Linked DNA regions of Mus musculus: region 1 is linked to region 2. Evidence: chromatin contacts called from public HiChIP or PLAC-seq data. All regions are on one chromosome and are shown on one strand. Each heading gives the region's core, a stretch centred on a gene start, on an enhancer-like site or on the middle of the called end of the contact. The rest is flanking DNA. Distances are from core to core; before and after follow the strand shown.

Region 1 (7,208 bases), core at 1,644-4,143, 500 kb after region 2:
GTTCCAGGTCATCAGACTTGGTAGCAGGTACTTTTACCAAGCAAGCCATTTCACCAGCCAATCTTACATCCTTATTTGTGACAAAACTGCACAAAGCCCCAGGAATTCACTGTGTTTGTTTTTCTACGAATGAAAGAAGAGAATAATCAGTGATTTTGTGGGTCCTTCTAGAAGTCTGACCTGAATGCACTAAAGTTAAGACTAGAGTTAAGTTAGAGCACTGAAGCACTATACAGCAGCCTGTGAAACTCCCTCAGTGTCACGTCTATGCACATTATTTAAAAATTCCAAAGCACACCTGATTTCCTAAACAGAGACCCTGAATCGCTCTAAACAAATGAATCCATAACTCATTCCTCACATCCCTTTACACAAGCTTTATCATCACCATCTTCACCATCATCACTGAGAAAAGGGAGGCCATGGAGAAGCACTCGTAGAGCACCTGTTGTGTGAGAATAAAGACTGCAATTGAATCCTTAGCACCCAGGCAAAAAGCGAGATCACAAGTAGGACCTGGAATCCCAGCTCTTCCAGGCATCGAGGGGAAGATCTCTGAGATCTGCTGGCCACCCAGCCTAGCTGCTCAGTGAGTCCTGGGTTCAGTGAGACACCGTGCCTCAAAAAGTAAGGCAGAGAGCAGCGGAGGAGGCGATCCGCCCAACCTCGACCTCTGACCTCTATATTCACACCATGCACATTAACCTCCCCACACCTACCACACACACCACACACACACACAAATATCATACCAAGTAATAACTGTTTTTACAACAGCTAACTCTGACAGAACTTGTTTTGACTTAATAGTCTTTGTAAAAGAGAATACTCAAGAGGCTATTCCAGCTGTAAGATGGTTTCAGTCGTTAGTAGTTAGGATTATCCATCTAGCACTCTATTGCCAATGAACTGCTCCTTATAAACATATGTAAGGTTTATCTTTTTATAAAGAGCTTATGTAAAGAGTGGTTTATAAAACCTATGGCACGAAGGCCTTCAGACACAAACATTTAAAGTTACTCTTGTGCAGTCCTCCAAGGATTTATTACTTAGGCTAACTTGAAACACAACAAGTCTGTGTTGAGTACAATTATAAAAAACTGACTTATGCAAACTGCTAAGCACGACAACAGCTAATGCTGTAGGCATTTTCAGAAATTCTGAACATAAGCCAACAATGGTTTAAAAGGAAAAACCAAAACACTAGGGAGGGGATGGGAATTTGGCACATATCACAAATAGTTCTTGAGGGCCTTTACCTAACTAAGGCTGTTTTGTACTGACTGTAGGCCAAGCTGAGGCAAGAGGTACTGGAGGTTTAAACAAACAAACAAACAAACAAAAACCCTTCGTTATCAAATCCTTCTGCATGGCTTTTTTTCCCTAGCTCTCAGATTTCCAAGAATTTAAGTACATGGTGGAGTTTGTGGAATGACAGAAGAGGATACTCTCTAGATAATCTGCTACACTTGCTCTTAGGGTAATCACATGAGGAGTGCCATGCTAAATGTTACCATCTAACCAGGTAATTACATTTCCTCTAAGATGAAAGGAGACATAAGTGAGTATACATATGCATTAGTGCTTCCAGAGTGCCCAGGACGGACAAAAACATCCCACCCTTTCATTAGAGACACACGCGCAAGGAAATTTCCTTTTCCTTCGTCAAGGCTGGAAATCTCAGGTTCCTTTTTCAGAATTACTCTCAAAAACAATGTTTTAATAAATTCACTACATACTGTAACATAATACTCCGGGCCACAGTGAAGTGTGTATTTTCCAAGTGGTCCCACATCAATTTTCTCTTGGTAATTGGTGTTCTTTAATAAAAATAAACTTCTAATCTCTGGAAGATTTGCTTTCCTTTTTAAATCTGTGTGGTAAGGTCCTGTGGAAAGTGCTGAGAGAGGAGAAATCTTTCATAAGAGGTCTAGGATAGAATGGACAATACGACAAGAATCAACAACAGAAACGGCGAAGTGTTCAAAATTAGAAAGCTGTGTTTTGGCTTGAAAAGTGTGCGATTCAAAACCAAAACTGTCGTTAACTATGTATAAACAGAAACTTGGGAGATGGTATCTCATTTACTCGAGTTAATTAACTATTCGCAAAACTAACAGGCAAGTCACCAGTGTTCTCCTTTCAACTATGTGACTAACTGACCAAGGTCCTGGTAGAGGGAAATTGACAGCGAACAAAAATCACACTCAGTCAAATTAAGTCGTTTCCAGGGAAGCTGTAAAATACTGGGGAGGAGGAGGAAGCATGACACTATTCTTCTAAGTTATTTTTCACCCTGCCATTAGCCCTTCCTCCCAACTCTTCCAGAAAGAATTCGATGCAATCAAAACACTAACAGACCACTAATGGAACTACTGTGCGAATACGAATATGGACTCAACTTGAACTCTTGCTCCATTTTAAAAGAATAATTATTTGCAAAGTAACTAGACAGGAAAACAAGGGTAAACCACGGTAGTCTCTTCATAAAAGAAATACACTCCAGACTGCTGCAAGGGCAACGCTGTCGCCGCTGAGCTCCGCCGGTCCACCTCCCCCGGCCTTTCAGCTTCGGCGGCCTGCCGGCCCGGAGGCCCGAGAGCAGCCCGGGCGCTTGCGTACCTGCTCGGCCGGCGCTCGGTCCATGGCGCCGGCGACAGGCGCCGGCTCTAGTCGGTGTGCGCAGCGCCGCGGGCCGCTTTCTCCATGGCCCCCCGCTCGGTCCCGCCGGGCTCGGTCCACTCCGCACAGCCGGCCGGACGCCGACTCGGCTACGCCACTGGCTGGGGAGGCGGCTCCAGCTCAAGGCGGGGGAGGCGGCGGCCGCCCCGGGGAGGGATCATCTGGGACGGAAGCCGAGCGGGACCGAAAGGGCGGAGGCGCAGTAGGAAATGGAGATACGCAGGGGCGGGGATGGCCGAGGAGCGACGGGGGCGGGGGGAGGGGGGTGGCTAGCGGGCAGCCAAGGCCAGGGGCACTGCCTGGTTGGGTTACTCCTCCCACTCCCACCTAGGCAGGTTGGGCTGCCTGGAACTCAGGACGCATGTGTTCACTTTGCCGGGACCTCAGAGACTGCTCAGAAGGCAAAACCTACTCAGGATATTGGAAGAGCTTGTAGCTGCTCACTAGTCCTGTGATCCTGTCAGTACTCTAAAAGAATGAAAAGAACGAACAATCTTGCCCTTTGAAAATTGCACAAATAAATTGCATACACAGAGTAGCAGCCATAGGTAAGAAGCCCTGTTAAAAAATCTCCACAAATAATGATTAATTAATGTTATTGTCCCGGTTCCAGACTCACATCTAGCCTCAACTCCAGGCTGATTTTGCCCATTTCGAACCCTATTTTTACCCAAAACCTGCATAACTACCCAAGAAGAGATTATCTTCTCCTCTGCTTTCCCCATATGGTTAAGAATTGTTCCTTTTAATCTCCAGGTCATCAGCTCCTTAAAGACTAGAGTTTGCCTTGAAACTAAACCCTACTGGTAGATTCCCTCTGGGGAGTTAGACAGCCTCCAACACACACAAGCTCTCCACAAGAGTTCTGGCTTGATAACGTCGGTCAGCTGAATTATATATACTTCAGTGAAGAAAGAGAGTAGAGTTGGCTGCTGTTAGGGTCACTGGCCAGGGGATCTATGTCTGGAAAAGGGAAAAGGATATCTAAGAAATCTGCTTCGTCATCACGCTTTGGGAGATGTTCATAAAGCCTTTTCAGTTAATCCAAGTCTGTAAGGAGAGAGTGGTCTGTAAAGATCCTGGCTATGTTAGTGTGGAAGCTGTATTTCTGCCAGCTTAAATGAATGCATTTTGTCTACAGGACATATGAAGGCTGGTCTGCAAACCACATGATGGAGAAACACTTATGCCTGTACATGAGAGTTTCGTGCATTTGGTTTTGTTTTTCCACTGTATGCACACTTTTATTTCAGTTGCACATGCATTTGTGTTGAAAATGTGTGAGCTGTGTAATGTCAGATTCCTTAGAGTCTATTACAAACCCTTGCTCAGGATTCAATGGCTGCAGAAGAAATTTAAGGCTGATCCACAAAGCAAAGCTATTTATACAGGGCAGTTACATAAGCCACAGCGGCTCACCCTCCTTTCTGACAGCAAGATGAGATGAGCTGTGCCCCTACCGGTGGTCTTTAGCTGCAAGACACCCAGCCTGAGTTAAAAAGTCATTAATGCAGTACGGTATTTGAGGTTTTCCCCTTCTTTGAAGGATCTGTAAGAGGAAATGTAAATACAGAGTCTCTAAATATCGTTCCATATTGTATGATTTTTTGCGACTGAAATTGTTCTTGATGAGAATATTCTAAGTCCAATATTTAGGTAAAGTGTAAGAACTGTAGAAACAAGAAGTGTCACAGTGCCATATTAATGTAATGTAATCCTAAAAGGGAGAATGCTGTTGGCTATTAGAAGAAAATAATAAAAAAAAGAAGAGAATAATAAATCTATGGATAAAACAAAGAAATTTAAAGAACTATTTTACATGTGATACAAATGACTTCTTTCATTTAGCAACACATGTTAATATATTCACAGTGCTAAGTACAAGGCTAATCACTGGAAGGAAGTTCAGCAGTTAATGAGACATAGTAAGGGCAAAGGCCACATCTGTCCTGTGGGCAAGACACACACAGCAAGTAATTCCAAAGGAGATGTAATGTAGGTTCAGTAGGAATGGGGATTGAAGCTGGAGAAGGTAGACGTGAGAGAACAAGTTCCAAACAGATCAAGCAAGGAACGATCTGTAATGGAGATCAAGTAACGGAGACGAGGTCAGTGGGAGGAAGAAGACAAGAGCTGCCTGGGCTAGAGGCAAAGGCTAGCCTGAGATTTACCTCTTAGTTCCAAAACAAGAATAAAAGGGGGACAGGTTGCTAGGGAGAGAGCTCAGGAGTAGACTGCACACCTAGCATGCATAAGAATCTAGGTTCAACCCTTAGCAGGCACCAAAACACCATACACATACATACAGAGAGACACAGACAGACAGACAGACAGAGTCACACACATACATAGGAACAAGCTCTCTGAAGAATTTGGAAGTGCAAGATAAAAAGTCACTGGAAGAAACTGGCTTCCTAGAGACAGCCCACATGACAGAAGGAAAGATGCAATATGGCTAGAGTCATGTATACTCTAAGTTTAGGCTCCAGTGCTGAAGCGGTTGAATAGCTTTTGTTTTCTCCTTGAAATAAGATGCCAGGTTACCCATTAAGGGTGAAGGTGAGAGTGAGGGGGATGGCAGGGAGAGTTACATGATCATCTATCTATTCTTTAAAACTAAGAAAACAAGCCTAGCAGTGGCGGCACATGCCTTTAATTCCAGCACTAGGGAAGCAAGGGTAGGCACAGGCAGATCTCTGAGTTCGAGCCCAATCTGGTCTACAGAGGGAGTTCCAGGATAGCCAGAGATACGAAGAGAAACCTTGTCTCAAAAAAATAAATAAATAAACCAAAGTTTTTATTCTTGTGTGTGTGTGTGTGTGTGTGTGTGTGTGTGTGTGTGTGTTTGCTTTATCTCTCTCTTTTTTTTTTTTGAAAGAGAGAGAACATGAAGCTGAATGGGTAGGGAATTGGGAAGAACCTGGGAGGAATTGGGGGAGAGTAAAACATGATCAAAATGCATTGTATGAAAAAAATTTTTAAATTAATATATTTTTAAAAGTTGTGTTCATGCCATCAGATGTAAATTTTACAACAAAAGAAATGAAGTTGTAGTCAAATCTAGTTCTACCCTGTATACAGCCTTGTAACCTGGTCTTTATGAAGGTATAAAATAATATCATTGTCTCCAATGATTACTGAAACTTCTTTTTCTACCAAGTATTTCCCTCATATGCTGAAGTGTCTTCCCAGTCCATACCAACACCCAGCATATTACAAGTAAGTAATTAGGAAGTCAAAAATCATATGCTTCTGGGGGACTGCCACTCCCAATTTGATGCCCTGGAGACTCAGGCAGGCAATCTTTTAAGAATCCCTCTCATCAAACTCTAGGACATTATTTTTACTCTCTTATCCAATGGCTGCCCATCTAGCTTCTCCTCTGTCTATCCATTAAACCATCTTATTTTTTATCTATATCAAAGCAAATGGCAGAGTTCAGGATTCCTTTTCTCTGGGGAAAATGCGTACATCTACAAATCTACAATTAGAAAAAGCCAGGCTTATATGCACTGTTTTTTATACCCACAAAGCTTTTCCTAGGAAATTGGGTGTGTCAGTAAAGTCCCTGTATTCTCACAGACTCTGGGAGATGCTGTCACAGTCCCCAAGTATTTCCCCCACAGCTCTCCATTGGCTGGAGGTTAGGAGAAGCATCTCTTCTGTCCTGGGGTGAAGGTGGAAGCTAGCTAAGTAACAGACCTCTCTGAACAAAGCAGTACTTATGAGAGTCATCATGTCCACCACACCTCCGCCACCATCACCATGGCCTATGGTGAATAGTGGGATAACGGAGTCACAGCTCCAGGAACGTCAGAGCTGCTCTTGCATGCAGACAAGTACTTGTGCTAAGGTAAAAACCCCTGGTACCCTAGGTGTTGTCTGCCAAGGACTGTTCTTCCAGATAACAGTATATGGTGATTTAGTTAACTAGATCTGCATACAGTTAGTGATGTGGGAGGCACTGGACAAGGTAGGACAATACCAGAGTAAATGAGATACTGTCTCTGCTATGGTACAACTTACCAGCTCTTCTGGGAGACAAACAATGAGCATATTTTTAAAGGGTTACACTGATGAAGAGGATACTGTGAAGGAAATAAAGCCTTATTTATGGCAACTGCAGCTGGAGAGGGAGATGGAACCTTCGAGATGGGTTGACCTCTGAGGAGATGATATCGGACCTGACACACACACAAAAGAGGGGAAGATGAAAGAACAAAAAAGAGGAAAAAAATGCTAGAGAATCTGAAAAGAAATGGATGCAAATAGAGAATGAATGAAGGGAAAGGAGGAATGCAGATAAGACCAGAGTTCAGACCAAGCCAGATCTGTGCATTCTATGGGAATGTGTCTGAACTTTAGGTCAAAAGTCATTTGGGATTGGGACAAAGTTCAGTGGCCAGAGAGCTTAGCAGGCATAAAGCCCTGGGTTCCATCCCTAACACACACACACACACACACACACACACACACACACACACACACACAAACACATGTGGAGGATTTTGAAAAGGTTTGTTAAA
Region 2 (7,251 bases), core at 4,275-6,774:
ACTAGTTGTTTTCCTAAAGGGTAGCAAGGTCCTTGATCCTAAGTATTTTGACAGGAAGTCATCACTGCTAATGAAGGCCCCACATTTAGTTACAATAGCACTGCTGTCCTGTTCTTGGCAATTCAACCCTTTGGGGAATATCACTAGGCTTTTTACTAGGTGCCCCCTTCTCGCCTGACCTCGTTTGCTTAACACTGACCTCAGATGAGGCTACAAACAAGTCCCACCCTACAGCTGCTGTCCCATTGTGTCATCGTGTCTTGGGCTGGGATTTGTTTGTTAAAAAAAAATTAAAAATCCATCTGTATGGAAAGTCCCAATAATTGCAGTCAATAGAACAGAATTCCTAGCTCTTTGTAGCTGAAACTTTCAGCCAGGAAACCATGTGAAGAATCCATTCCTCTTCAGGCATTTCACCCTCACCTGTGCATCATTTCTGACAGTGCTGTGGGAGACCATTGAGACAACACATTTTCCTGTCAGAGCACCAGCATATATTTGAACAGTTACGTTTTTGTTAGGTAGGGATATTAGTACTTCCCTAAGTGCTGGCTGTGTGGGCCTGATGGCTGTTTCTTAAGTGACTGGCAATGACACCCCCCCACCCCACCCCATTTAACGTTTTAAAAAGCTAGTCACTGGCTGTCACTTGTCAGCATCCTTGCCAGTCCTGTGGAACACTGTCTAGAAAAAGCATAATTTGGGGTTTCTGCTTCTTCCTGGGTATGCCCTTTCTGGCTAAGGTGTAATTGAAGAGAAAGTATAACAGGGTTCCCAGCTTCAAACATAGCACAGCCCTAGATTTGACAGCGAATATAAATATGGAGATACTGAATCTAAATAAGAAATTTCCAAAATTAAAACGAAATACAGCTAATATGTCAGGAACAGACATACAACCCTGCAATATATAGTTTTTTTCTCAGATTTTTTTAAATAAAAATTTAGACACTTAAGTAATCTTTCACTTTCCGTTGGAAATTTCCCTTATGTGAAAGCCATTTGCAACTAATTATGAAGTGACATCATCCAAGACTTTACAATCTTACCTCTGGAAACTCCCATGATAGGATATCACTAGGTTTTTCCCTCTGGCTCATTTAAGAAGAGCTGGCCACATGTCTAAATGGCACTTCCTGAAAGCAAGGCAGCTTACCTGTCCATGAAGTTTGCTGAGTAATTGGCTTCTAACGTGTCACCAACACATAGCCACACATAGGTGCAATCATGCTGGTTCTGGGGCTTCCAGGAGGTATTGGCGAGGAAGATGCCTGGCACTTATGCATCCTGGGGCAAACCCAACAGTTGACACACGCACCATTGTCTGAAATTGTCTGTTCTTAGGCTTGACATGCGTGTTCCAGACCATTCCAGAATTCTCATACATGCACGTGGGGTTTGAGTAGTAACATGATAAGCTGTTCTGAGTTCTACCTCATTCTTCCAGCAGTTCATTCACTCTACATCCCAACCTGACTCTTTCCTCCTCCTCTTCAGCCTCCTGCTCAGTCTTGCTCAGGAGGAAACTCATGTTCTCCAGCTTCTCTAGCACAACGTTAGGAGTAGTATTTAGGGCTCTCTCAGGAGGCACTCCTAAACACCCAGGTCCTCACTTTGAGGATCTGGAAGAACAGCTTTCAAGGCTCAAAGTGACATTGTGTTTTCAAATGGATAATGAAGACACACAGCTCTGCAGTCTCCATATTCCTACCTCTCTGTGTGCTCACCGCATTCCTCAATGCTTTCTCTGAGGACATGTGACCCACTGTCCACTGGAGACATTTTCTTTTCTTTTTTTAAAGATTTATTTTATTTTAATTATGTTTGTGTATTTGCGACTCTTGTGGGTATGCCCATATAAGTCCAGTTGCCTGAGAGGTCCAGAGATGTTCCATTCCCTGGTACTGGAGTTGCAGGTGGTTGTGGCCCATTCGGTGTGGGTACTGGGAACCAAACTTGGGTAAGTTCACACTCTTAACTCTCAGCCCTGAGAATTTAGTTCTTTTTATTTATTTATTTATTTATTTATTTATTTATTTATTTATTTAATGTGTATGTATGAGTGTTTTGCTTGTATCTGTGTGCCTGGAGCCCTTGGAGAACAGAAGGGATACAGATCCCCTGGTACTGGCGCTACACAGGTGTTGGGTCCTCTGGAAGAGCAACAACTGCTCCCAACTGCTGAGCCCAGAATTTGGTTCTTATCAAAAGCACAAAATCTTATCACTTGCTATGCTCATTTTCAATAAATCCTAAATATTATCATTACTTTCTTTGTAACTGCAATGATTTTCTTAAGAAGTAAACTTCTGACATCTGAACCATTAGGAGTAGAGAGTTATTGTGCTACTTTCAAATTAATAATTTAAGTTACCCAAGAGGAGAGTTTTCAAACCAGCCAGGAGACAAACATCAGATGGAGAAAGGAGTTGTTTATTGTTATCAGCAAATTTTGTCATTTTTTTTAACTGTCTGAAAAAAGCGGATCAGTTTCATGTCACTATTGAGAAATAGGGCCCACCAATGCTAGCTAGCATTGTAGTCTGTTTTTCCCATAAAGAGTGTTTTGTGAAAGACACACCCAAACCGTACAAGAGCAGAGCTTGGGAACCTCGCTCTGTTCCAGAAACCAGAGTTCCCACATAACTGCATAATGCGATGCTATCAGGTTTCCAGCTCCCCACAATGCCTGGTGCAGCAGCGAGTTCATCACTGCCACAGGGAGGTGTAAGTACCAGGAGAGATGACCCAGACAGAGTGTTTGGAGTACTGGGGATTACTGTGAAGAAGCCAGGGCAGCCTAGCCCTGCATCTCAGCTTTCAGCCCCAGGCCAAGTTTATCCAGGATTAAGCAGGCAGCCATTTTCTCCTCCTCGCTGTGCTAACATTGTGGGTTGGTGTTTCTGTGAAGGTCCAGGAAGCAGAGCATTTATTCTGCTGATCTTGTTTTCCTGCTATGAAACACCATATTTCCAACAGCAGTTCTTCTGATTGTCCCTTTGCAGAACAAAAGAAATTCTCATTGATTTTTGAAGATGAGTTCATGATGGTAAAGATAAGGATGGTAGCTCATAGGTAAATGCCATCATGGCTGTACTAGGTTTTAACCTGTGTTCACTCTTTCCTAAGTCATTATCCAGTCCCAGATCCTGACCTGAAGTGAGACAAGCTTACCAGTGGAGTGGATGGAGTTTATTGAATCCTTCCCTCCGCATTCATTCTCATTTCCCATTTGCACAGCACACATCCCATGCTGAAGGCCTGGTTGCTTCAGCTTTCCTCTGTCACAGCCTGGGTGGGCCACCTCCTGTGACCTGATGACCAAATCCCCATGACTTCTAATCCCATGTCTTAAGAATGATCATCACCCTGGCTTCTAGATCCTATGTCTCTGTTTACCTTGCTAGTGGCAAATCCTTTGGCTAAAAGTTATCCAGATGTCCCGAAGAGCTAAGCACTGCCAGAGGTTAAACAGTCTTGTAGAATGACTTCCAAAGATTTCCCCCCAAGTAACAGAACGCTTTCTTCTTCAAATTAAATCCCATGCAGATGCCTGATATCTAAAACAGATGAATGTGGCATGGCAGACAATGTCCACAAGGTTCTCCTACTAACCCTGAGGAATCGTTACAAACTCGAAAGGCTCCTCTTACCATGGCTTAGAAGCCATTATCAGACAGGATGGCAGAGGGAACCAAAAGCCATGTGCATCGCCTCAGCAGCTCTTCATTCAAGAATTGCAACTTCTCTTCAATGACCTGCCCCTGAACTCAAGCTTCCTGGAGCTCCCTCAGAACAGAGGATGAGGGTGGCCTAGAGTGTCACTGGCTCCCCACTCCATTGCTCAATTTGTCCTTGTTAGTTCTCCCCAACATCCTGGGAGCCTCTGGTCAAACGAATTAGGGTCCTCGCCACTCCTTCCTCTATCCATCTGTGTGAGGGACTTATGAATGTCTATAGCCTTGATTTGTTTTTGGCTTGCTGAAGATTATATATATCTTCACAAGGTATATACATATACATGAAAATAAGCTAGCTATATAAAAGTATTAAACTATTATGTGTACTTTGAAATACTTTTAGTGATATGCTTAAGTTGTAACAGTGAATTTTTATTGAATTGCAATCACCACTAAAAACCTAGTTGGCTCTAGAGACACACACAAAGATACAACACTGAAGAAAAACATGTTTTCAGCATCCCTTAGTGCCATGACTACAGTTTATCAGTGATCTAAGTACTATCAGAAACTTTTTTCTAACTTTTAAAAATTAATTTTTTTTACTAATTCACTTTATATCCTGCCCACTGCCCCTTCTGATTACCCCCTCACTCAATCCTTCCCTCCTCCCCCCTCCCCTTCTCGTAAAGGTAGACACCTCCTCTAGTAATGTTCTGAATGGCGAGGATGGGTGAGAAGCTCACATACTTGGCCACACTTGGAAAATTGTGACTTTCTAAGTAACCAGCACGGCAGGTTTGAGCAGCCCATGTGCAGGCTGTGGAGGAACAGGCAAGTTTCAGCATTGCTCTGTGTCATTCCTATGACAGTAGCCATAGAATTCACAGAGGCTTCAATGAGGTCAGAAAGATGCTGCCATCAAGATCCTAGAGAAATGGTGCCTAATGACAGAAAAAACAAACAAACAAACATGTGTTTGGGCAGTAACATAGGCAGGTAATGTCAAAAATGATCCAAAACCTATCAGAGCATTTGACAAAACAAAAATGGAGGCACTTGGAGATGACCTGTGAGGAAAGGTGAAAGCCTAGCATATCTGTAGTATCACTTATCTGCCCCAAGCCTATGACATACAAATGAAACAGGGAATCATGGAAGTCCTGATCCACAAGTGGAGTTAATCACACGTGCACATACTCCATCAAAGGCGGAGATTTTGACAGGACAGACAAAGGATTTCCCCTCTTCCCATTAAGCCATTTAACATTTTCTTGGTTAGACTTGTAGTCCTAGATCTCTTTCAACGCAGCACTCTAAAAAGCCACTTCCAAGATTCTAGAAGAGACTTAAGGGCCATTTCTGTGATTCCCACTTCCCTCTTCTCCTGTCCTTGATCCACCACTGGGGTTGTGACTAAGGAATTAAGCTGAGCGAGAAGAAGGGGCTTCATCCTAAATAGCTACTACAAAGCAAGACCTCCATCAAAGATGTGGACTAGTCACTCTCTACTGTAATGATATTTGTCTCAGTCAAAGTACTCGGAGGGAAACTGAGGAGGCTGCTCTCTGCTGAGCACGAAAAAGGAAACCGCAGGGTTTTATATGAGAAGAATAAACCATGACTTATCCTGTTTGAGCTCTCAATGACAAGATTCCATAGGGCTGATATGGACTGTTTCAACATTAATTACATAAATTTGGCAACCACAGCTGGCTCTATCCTTAAGATTTTTAATAACCTCTTAATTTGCCAAGCTTCCCGATGACTTCAAATAGTTGTCCAGCCCAGGGGCCCTCCTAAGTGGGACAGTGACTCACTGCCCCGAGACTCCCCTTGCACAGCTCACTGGACTTCGGCCATTCTCGCTTTCCTCCTCAACTCTGTCTTCCTCCCATGCTCTCCCCAGATGGATTGTTAAGTTCCTTTGTTTGGTCTACTCATTGCCGGGCTCCACCCATGATTGCTTCACCTTCTCCTGGCTGCTCTTATCTGTCTCAACTGCCCTTTTAGCAACCCCGTGGTGCAGTGGGCTGCATTCTCTGGCTCTAGCCCACTCTTCCCCAGTTCCTGTCTTCCCATCCTCCGTGCTTCTCTGTTTCCCAAGTCCCCACCCTTCCTGGTCCACCCGAGTGTTCCTCTCCAAGGTCTGTCCTTCTACACAGGTTTCTTGTTAAATGTCCCCTGCTGAAATTCAACTTCAAAGGACCTTGGTCATTTTCTTGTCAAGAGGTTGGCATTTGTCTTGGTGCTCTCTTCACAGGCTCTTGCTCCTGTCTTGTCCACAGATAGACTTTAGTCCTTATCATGTGGGCCTTGGAAATACAAGTTCAAGCTTGCTTTCTTCCTTACTGGAGTGAGTGGGAGGATAAAGAGCAGAGAGCCCTTGTATGAGTTACTTGTGTTATTGTTGTGATCACATACCAGCAAGAAGCATTTTTTTTTTTAAGAAAGAATGGAGGCCGGAATGTCATCAGCCTCCCCAGTACCTGAGTGGAACAGGGCATTCTGTGTCGGGTAGCTGAGGCAGACAGCTGTAGTAACCATCACATCTGTCATTTAGGGTTTCCAGCCTGCCTGCTCCACAGGCAATAGTCAGATGTTAACTCCCCAATATCTGTTTCTAAAAACCCTTCCTCTGCCATTTTTATTCTTCTGTGAAATAAATACACACACACACACACACACACACACTGCCCAATTGATTAACATAGGCCTTGAACCTTTCACTTTTTCCTCAATCTTTCTGCAATTCTTAAGTCACATAAATGCATATTTTCAAACCCTTATTTTAATGTATGCACATATTTATATTTTTGCATGTGCTTATGTGCATAAAAGTGCAGGTGCCTGCAGCAGTGTCAGATTGCCCTGGAACTGGAGTTACTGGCCATTGTGAGCCATTCACTGTGGGTGCTTGGATATGAACTTGGGCCCTTTGTAGAAACAGTAGGTGTTTTTAACCCATGGATACCTTCTCCAGTCCCTAAACATGTTATTTAAGGTCTTCTAGGTTGGCAAAAGAAGAAATAAATGTAACAACACAATCATCAACAATAAGGAAGGCAATGGAGGACTTTTTTCCCTGAATATTCCGTTTCCCTTCATATTTCACCTCAGGTTTCTCTCACCTCCCCTTGGCTCTGGCTGGTCTGCCCACTCCCATAGGCTCTGGCTCTTCTGCCCACTCCCACGGGCTCTGGCTGGTCTGCCCACTCCCACGGGCTCTGGCTGGTCTGCCCACTCCCACGGGCTCTGGCTGGTCTGCCCACTCCCACGGGCTCTGGCTCGTCTGCCCATTCCCACGGGCTCTGACTCCCACGGGCTCTGGCTCGTCTGCCCACTCCCACTGGCTCTGGCTGGTCTGTCCACTCCCATTGGCTCTGGCTGGTCTGCCCACTCCCACGGGCTCTGGCTCGTCTGCCCACTCCCACTGGCTCTGGCTGGTCTGTCTACTCCCATTGGCTCTGGCTGGTCTGCCCACTCCCACTGGCTCTGGCTGGTCTGTCTACTCCCATTGGCTCTGATTTTCTTTTCCATTCACTTTCAGTTCCCAGGCCTTGAAATCCCT

Evidence for each region. HiChIP or PLAC-seq counts read pairs in DNA pulled down with a chosen protein or histone mark.
Region 1: an H3K27ac HiChIP or PLAC-seq map of the NIH/3T3 cell line shows a contact between it and region 2, with 7 times the contacts expected there. The contact joins the promoter of Secisbp2l here to the enhancer-like site in region 2. A contact is called at or near these places in 5 of 39 promoter capture datasets (the 3T3-L1 cell line, 3T3-L1-derived adipocytes, the C10 cell line and 1 more) and 3 of 115 datasets of contacts at active chromatin or transcription factors (the NIH/3T3 cell line, embryonic forebrain and forebrain).

The regions. Positions count from the first base shown.
Region 1 is chr2:125,779,977-125,787,184 of GRCm38.p6, forward strand. It overlaps Secisbp2l (SECIS binding protein 2-like), which reads right to left and starts at 2,894. Exons shown (of 18, transcript NM_177608.3): 1 at 2,623-2,894. The coding sequence starts at 2,646.
Region 2 is chr2:125,273,102-125,280,352 of GRCm38.p6, forward strand. No RefSeq gene overlaps it. Among named protein-coding and RNA genes, the nearest start is that of Dut, 29 kb to the left of the region's middle. Within about 2 kb of position 5,525, at least 43 of the 459 cell types and tissues checked have an H3K27ac peak or open chromatin away from gene starts, as enhancers often do. A contact at or near this core is called in the NIH/3T3 cell line, where this site is marked.